2 separate regions of the Sus scrofa genome follow, and region 2 is linked to region 1. A link is a contact called in public Hi-C data. All regions are on one chromosome and are shown on one strand. The core of a region is the stretch at or near the end of the contact, and the rest is flanking DNA. Distances in the headings are between cores, read along the strand shown. Region 1 has its middle 22 kb from the start of USP1. Region 2 overlaps KANK4 (KN motif and ankyrin repeat domain-containing protein 4).

The links. Hi-C and Micro-C count contacts between places; a contact is called where the count stands out from the background.
Region 2: a Hi-C map of embryonic fibroblasts shows a contact between it and region 1, with 2.7 times the contacts expected there. The contact joins two enhancer-like sites. A contact is called at or near these places in 2 of 5 promoter capture datasets (fetal liver and liver), 27 of 47 Hi-C or Micro-C datasets (adipose tissue, alveolar macrophages, brain and 16 more) and 1 of 2 datasets of contacts at active chromatin or transcription factors (skeletal muscle).

The regions. Positions count from the first base shown.
Region 1 is chr6:150,006,459-150,010,029 of Sscrofa11.1, forward strand. No RefSeq gene overlaps it. Among named protein-coding and RNA genes, the nearest start is that of USP1, 22 kb to the left of the region's middle. Within about 2 kb of position 1,578, at least 4 of the 83 cell types and tissues checked have an H3K27ac peak or open chromatin away from gene starts, as enhancers often do. A contact at or near this core is called in embryonic fibroblasts, where this site is marked.
Region 2 is chr6:150,156,203-150,159,773 of Sscrofa11.1, forward strand. KANK4 (KN motif and ankyrin repeat domain-containing protein 4) reads left to right here. Exons shown (of 10, transcript XM_013988888.2): 3 at 780-2,714. Among named protein-coding and RNA genes, the nearest start is that of KANK4, 51 kb to the left of the region's middle. Within about 2 kb of position 1,904, at least 5 of the 83 cell types and tissues checked have an H3K27ac peak or open chromatin away from gene starts, as enhancers often do. A contact at or near this core is called in embryonic fibroblasts, where this site is marked.

The DNA of each region.
Region 1 (3,571 bases), core at 328-2,827:
AGATTTAAAAAATGATATACCTAATACAATGAAAATGCTGTTTCATTTTGCTAGTTCATGGCAAATTCAAGTTTGTTTACTTTTTGGAACTTTTGGGAAATTTTTCTTTTTTCAATAGTTTCCATCCAAGTTGGTTGAATCTCCAGGTTCAGAGCTGGCAGATACAAAGGCTGACTGTATATGTGCCTCTATATCTGGACTCTATTAATCTATATTTGTCCTTTTACCAATATCACCTTATCTTGATTACTATAACTTTATATTAAGGATTAAAGTCAAGTAGAGTCAGTCCTCTGATTTTGTTCTTTTTCAAAATTATTTTAACTATTCTGGAGTTGCTTTGCCTTTTCATGTACATTTGGAATAAACTGATGAACTTATAAAAACAAAAATATCTATGAAACTTACCTGTTCACTATTTTTAATTTTGTTTTCTTTTAATGAATAGATGTTCCTGACTTTGATATGGGAAAATGTATCCATCTTTTTATTTATGGTTTTACCTTTTTTTTTTTTTAAGTTTTGTCTAAGGAATCATTTTTTAGCTTCAGGTTAACTTTTTTTCCCCAATATTTTCTTCAAAAAAAATTAAAAATTTTTACATTTGGCTTTTATTGATTTTTTTGTGTATGATCTAAAGTAAAAACATAATTTTACTTTATTTTTTTCATATAGATAAAAAAGTCATCTGAGCCCATTTATTGAATAGTCCATCCTTACCCCAGGGATCTTTGGCACCCTTCTGTCATACACCTAGTTTACATATATGAGTCAATTTACAGATTTTCTTTTATTACCTGTCTAATTACTATAATTTTGAAATAAATTTTGATATCTGATAGGGCAAGTATGTATACGCTGTTTTACTTCAAGAATGTTTTGTCTAGAACATTAACAAGTGGTCAACATCACTAATCATCAGGGAAATGAAAATCAAAAGTCCAGTGAGATATAATCTCATACCTGTTAGAGTGACTCTTAGCAAAAACACCAGAGATAACAAGTGCTGGTAAGGATGTGGAGCAAAGAGAACTCTTGACACTGCTGATAGGAATGTAAATTTGTACAGTCACTTCGTAAAACAGTATGGCTATGTCTCAAAAACTTAAAAATAGAACTACTGTATAACCCAGTAATTCCACTCCTGGACATTTATCTGAAGAAAACAAAAACACTAATTCAAAAAGATATATGCACCCCACTGGAGTGTTATTTACAGTAGCCAAGATATGGAAGCAACTTCTAAGTGTCCATCAAAGAAGAATAGATAAAGAAGATGTGGTACACATTAAAAAAAATAAAGTTTTGCCATTTGTAAAAGCAAAGATGGACTTAGAGGGTACTATGCTAAGTGAAAGAAGTCAGACAAAGACAAATACTGTATGATTTCACTTATATGTGGACTCCAGGAAACAAAACAAATGAACAAACATAGCAAAACAGAAACAAAGTTATGGATACAGAGGACAAATAGATGTTGTCAGAGGGGAGGGGGTAGTAAAAGGAAAGAAATAGGTAGGGGACATTAAGAAGTAGAGACTTCTGGTTGCAAAATAAATGAGTCATGGATATGAAATGTACAGTGTGAGGAATAGGGTCAAGAATGTAGTAGAAGTGATACTTCGCAATTTCCAAGACCGGCCTTTAAGAGATTGGCAGTTTTTCCTTTGCTGTGTGAGACACTATCTCTTAGAATTGAGCCACACTTAAAGTGAGCTCAAGCTAGCTATGTAAAGAAAACCAGGCATAGTGAGACAGAGAGGTTCTAGTCTTCCAGCCAGCACTGCCAAAGCATCAGTTATGGAAGTGAAGCCATTCTGGATGCTCCAGCACTAGTCACCACCTGATAGGCAACTTCATGAGCCAAAGCCATGTGGATGGAGCACCCTATAGGACTGACCTACAGGATTGTGAGCAAATATCATGGTTGTAGTTTTAGGGCATTATGTGCGTTTTGTTTTGTTTTTTGGCTGCACTTGTGGCATGCAAAATTTTCAGGCTAGGGATCAAACCTGTGCCATAGCAGTGACCCAAGCCACAGCAGTGACAATGCCAGAGTCTTAAGCCACTAAGCTACCAGAGAACTCCTTGGGGTGGTTTTTATACAGTAGGTAAAGACCTGCCTGAATGGCGGTATTTGGCACTACTGTCATCTATAGTATGTGAAAGCTAGAAAACATACCTGATAAACTTTTTTCATTCTACCCTCCATGTATCTTAATTTCTTTATATTTTCATGTATTTGACATCCAGCCTATATTCGTCACAATATCTTCAGTCTTATATTTTACTTTACCAGTTCTCTCTTTAGCTGCATCTAGTCCTCTGTTGACCCTAGCATTGTTTTTCAATTCGTTTGTGATATTTTTCCTTTCTTAAAGCTATATGTACATATATTTTAATCTTTCTTCATATTTTTGTTGATCTTTTTGCTCCTTAATCATGTCTTAAATTTATTTTCAATTATCTAAAGATATAGAATATTGTTTTAAAAATTTTTATCCTATAATTCAAATATCTGAAACTTTTGTGAGTCTGTTCTGTTGCTTTTTTTTTTTTTTGGTTGACCCTTGCTCATGATCCTTGCTTTTTCCTTGTATGGGTTTTTTTTGGAGTTTTTTGTTTTGTTTTGTGCCTTTTTAAATTTTAAGTTCAAATTCTTGCAACTATATCTGTAGAAACTATTCTGAGGCATGAGTTAAGGGTTCTTGTAGGCAGAATAGGGGTTGCCCAAAGACGTTGATATTCTGTTGCCTGAAACCTATGGCTATATTGCCCGATGTGGAAAGTAGGACTTTGCAGACATGACTAAGGCTAAGGGTCTTGAGATAGGAAGATTATTCTGGATTGTCCAAAGGACCCAATAAAATAACATCAGTCCTTCAAAAGGGAGAGTTTTACCCAGCCATAGTGAGAAAAGATGTGACCACAGAAGGGTCAGAAGGATGTAAATTTGCTGGCTTTGAGTCTAGAGGAAGAGGACTATGAGCCACAAGAAGTGGTGAGCCCATCGAAGCTGGAAAAAACAAGGAAATGAATTCTCGCCTAGAACCTCCAGACAGGAATGTGACACTTCAATCGTAGCCCAGTGAGACCTATGTTGGACTTCTGACCTAAGGACCGTAGGATAATAAATTTGTGTTGCTTTAAGCCATTTGTGTGTTTCTGGTAATTTGCCACATCAGCCATAAAAAACTAGGCCGGTATTTCTCCAAGGAGGACTGCATTAGTTTATCACTTAATGCCCACAGGTACTCCAGACCTGGGTCCATTTTAAGTAATAAATGTTTGGGGAAGGAGGGGTTGGAAGTTTTAAGACCTTCGGAATAAGTGGAGATTCTGGCCATGATCATGTGAGAACTGGTCAATAACTAAAATCCTCAAGGGAGACTTTCTTTTTTTAAACTTCTCTCCAAGCCAAGGCGAAAACCAAACCATTTTCCTTATTTCCTACCTTTGTGAGAAAGGTTTCCTCCCCCTAGCTTTCTGGGAATAGCCTTTCCTGTGCCCTACCTATACCTTGCATGCTCTCTCTGCAGTTGCCCTGCCCAGGGAAGACCCAAGGCTTTAT
Region 2 (3,571 bases), core at 654-3,153, 150 kb after region 1:
CCGCTGAGCCACCACGGGAACTCCCCAGGGCCCTTCTTGACACTAATTGTCCCATTTTCCTCTTGTCCATTTTTACCAGTTTGTGAAAAATGCAGTGTTTCCTTACCTGGCAGGAGTTTTTGAAAGCGAAATGTGTTCGTTAAGCACTGAGCAGTTTTCAGGTGGACAAGAGCACAGGCTGTGCATGATCACATGTTCCAACTCTCTCTGAGCTTCACATACCTGGAGGCTCAGCCATCCAAGGAAGCCTAAATAATGCAGAAGGCATGACTCCTTGATATCTCAGGCTTTAGCAAGATTTACCACCACCTATTTGAATAATGGAAGGTTCTTTTAAACTATCGAGACAATTGTGTATCTCATCCTTTGAAAACTTCCATATTCATAATTGCCGATTCGTACCCTGACCTGGCAAATTCCTGGTCACTTCAGTTCGGCAAGTACATGACGCAAACCCAGCAGAACAGTGTGAGACTCTTTTATGTTGCTGCTCCGGAGGCAGATTCCACACTAGTAACTGAGATGACATCCTGCAAATTGGAACCTATTCCCTCTACCTATTTCCTTGCAGACACTGGCTAAGTACACACTGATTTAATAACAGAGCTTCTCAGCACAGCCCAAAAGGCTGGGAGCATCTCCGCGTAAGTTAGAGAGGCGGAACATTTAGGAGAAGGCCCATGCCAGAGCGTTAAGTCAAAATCCCCCACATCAGGCCTCGCTGCCCTGCAGTGCTCATTAACGTTGTGCTTCTTCTTCACTTGTCTCGTGTCTCCCAGCCAAAGACCAGTCCTCTCAGAGGGAAGAAGAGAAAGAGCCTCCAAAGGGCCACCCTTACTCCGTGGAGACCCCCTACGGCTTCCACTTAGACCTGGACTTCCTCAAGTACGTGGATGACATCGAGAAGGGCAACACCATCAAGAGGATTCCCATCCACAGAAGGGCCAAGCAGGCCAAGTTTAGCACTTTGCCCCGAAACTTCAGCCTTCCCGACAGCGGGGCTCGCCCCCATGCTGCTCTTTCCCACCCAAACTGGTCCCCAGCCGTGCCGAGGAAGGCGTCGCCCGGGCCAGAGGCGCGAGCCCACTCGCTGCTGCTCAGCGAGCCCCCCGCCGCCGCCAGCGGGGGTGACGTGAGCTACCGTCGGAAGGTCCTGCTGGCGGAGACCGCCAGGCAGGTGGAGGCCGCTGCGCCCCCGGAGTTGGAGCTCGTCTCCGGGAGCGCACGGCCCCAGCTTCTGAGAGCATCCAGCATGCCAGCCACACTGCTGCCAAACAGGGCCTCGGAGGACCCAAGCCTAAACTCAGGTTCCCCCGTCCCCCTGGCCCTCCCCCCACTTCAGGGTGAAGGTGGGGTCTGCGACGGCGCCTTTGGCCCCGCGGAAGGATTTTTGGCCAGTTTCCACAGCTCCACCCCGGGAACAGCACCGCAACCAGAAGTCCGAGAGTTGGGAGACCTGGTGCCCGGGATTCCGGAACGGATCCAGGAGGCGGCTGAGCCTCCAGAGGGCGAAGGAGAGGCTCTAAATCACCTCTCTCTCCCAAGTCCTCTTTTCTCACCCCCGAACGTCTTGGTGGTCCTAGAAGATGCAGAGGAGCAACACGAAGGCGGAGAAGCGGAGGCGGGGGTCACGACCTCTGGCTCCCCCACGCCAAGCCCCCCACCTCTGCCATCACCCATCCCTGAGAATGAGCTTTCCCTGGACGAAATCGAGCTCAACATCAGCGAGATCCCCCCACCGCCACCTGTGGAGGTGGATGTGAGAAGCATCGGCATCCGGGTCACGGAGGAAAGCCTGGGCCTCGCCTCTGTGGACCCTGGCAGCATCCCCAGCCTGAAGCAGCAGCTCTCCGACCTGGAGAGTGAATTGTCCGAAAGAACTGAAGAACTGGCCCAGGTCAGAGCTGCCCTCCAGCGGCAGGAGGAGGAAATCCAGGCCAGAGGGCAGAGGATTCAAGAGCTAGAGCGTACTGTAGCTCAACTGGCAGAAAAGCTGAGCCGCAGGAATACCAAAGAAGCTCAGGGCCAGACGGATGCCATGGTCAACACTGACCCTCTGCACGGACTCTTGACCAGGGAGTCGTGTGACAAGAGCATTGGGGTCAACCTTATGGGCAGCATGGGATCTGAAAGCTGGGGAGCCAGGGGAGAGGGGAATGGCTTCTTATGGTGGCAGGACAGCCACAAAGGGGGAGATCGGAGCCCAGCAGAACTTGTGCCACCACCCCAGCTGTCACTGCCACAGGGCCCTGAGGTGGGCCTCCCCCCCTCTTTACATAGCTGCCTCTCCACTGAGCTCAGGATCGAAGAAGGAGGCGCTGAGCAGGAGGGAGGCCCTCAGGTGGAAGCAGAGAGTCTGGTCAGGGGAGCAGGAGGCTCTCCAGGGAGCAGCAAGAGACAGGCTCCCCCAGAGGGGAGGGGGGAGGCCGGCTCAGAGCTGCCAGGGAAAGAGCGCCCAGGAAGGCCACCAAGCTCACCCACCGATGCCACTATTGGGCAGTACGTGAAGAAGATCCAGGAGCTCCTGCAGGAACAGTGGAGTTGCCTGGAGCATGGGTACCCAGAGCTGGCCCGTGCCATCAAGCAGCCGGCCTCCAAGCTCAGCAGCATCCAGAGCCAGCTACAGAGCTCCCTCAACCTGCTGCTCTCGGCCTATTCAGCCCAGGCTCCACCCCAGAAGGAGCCCCCAGGCCCCTCTTCCTCCCCACCGATGGGTAAATACTGGTGCCTGAGACAGGGAACCATTTCTCCTTTACTTGATGAGTCAAAAGGGAAAAGGGTCTTAATTGCATGCATATGTTTTGTTTTTTAAGATTTAAGCATCCCCAGGAACTCACCTCCCCAGGGAATAAAAACTGATCTCTGTTACAGTGGAGGCTTGGGACCCCTGCTCTTGTATTTGCTCTAATGTTTGCATCGACAGCAGGGCCACCATGTACAGCTGCACTGACAGCACCAGGCACAAAGATGTCAGAGGGTAAATAGGAGCTGAAACCCAGCCCACACTTGCCAGGCCTGTCCAGAAGGGTGCCTCTTTCTCATTTGCATTGTGCAGAGGCAATGTCTAGGGCCAAGAATGGCCCTGGCTGTGAATGCTTTAAACCTCTGCCTTCCTTAATTGTTTCGTCTGCTCTTGCATTCCTGTGGTTCTCCCCGGGTCTTGTACATTAGAGCTTTTCTGTAGCCTGGTTTTGGAGGAACACTATATTTAGATCTGAAATATTTTATGGAATATTTTCTGTGTGTGTGTGTTTAAGAAAGAGAGAGACTGTGTGATACATTTGGAAGTCGACCCTTTGGCTAAGTGGCACTTCCTCTTGTAAGAGATTGCACACTCTCCTCTTTCGAGTTAAGTGGAACCATATTTTGCTTTGCTCACGGGCAGCAACGTGTGAGTCTGCTTTTTGCTGCGGATCACAGATTGGCTGCTTCTCATTATTTTGGCGCTAGTTCTAGTCTTGCCCATTGTGAATTGCCTCCTGTACCTCTGAGCTCAGCAAAAGAAGACTTGTGCTCTTGCTCATGTGTTTTCCCTGCCCACCCCACATCACAAGTGTCAACTGTCTGGTGA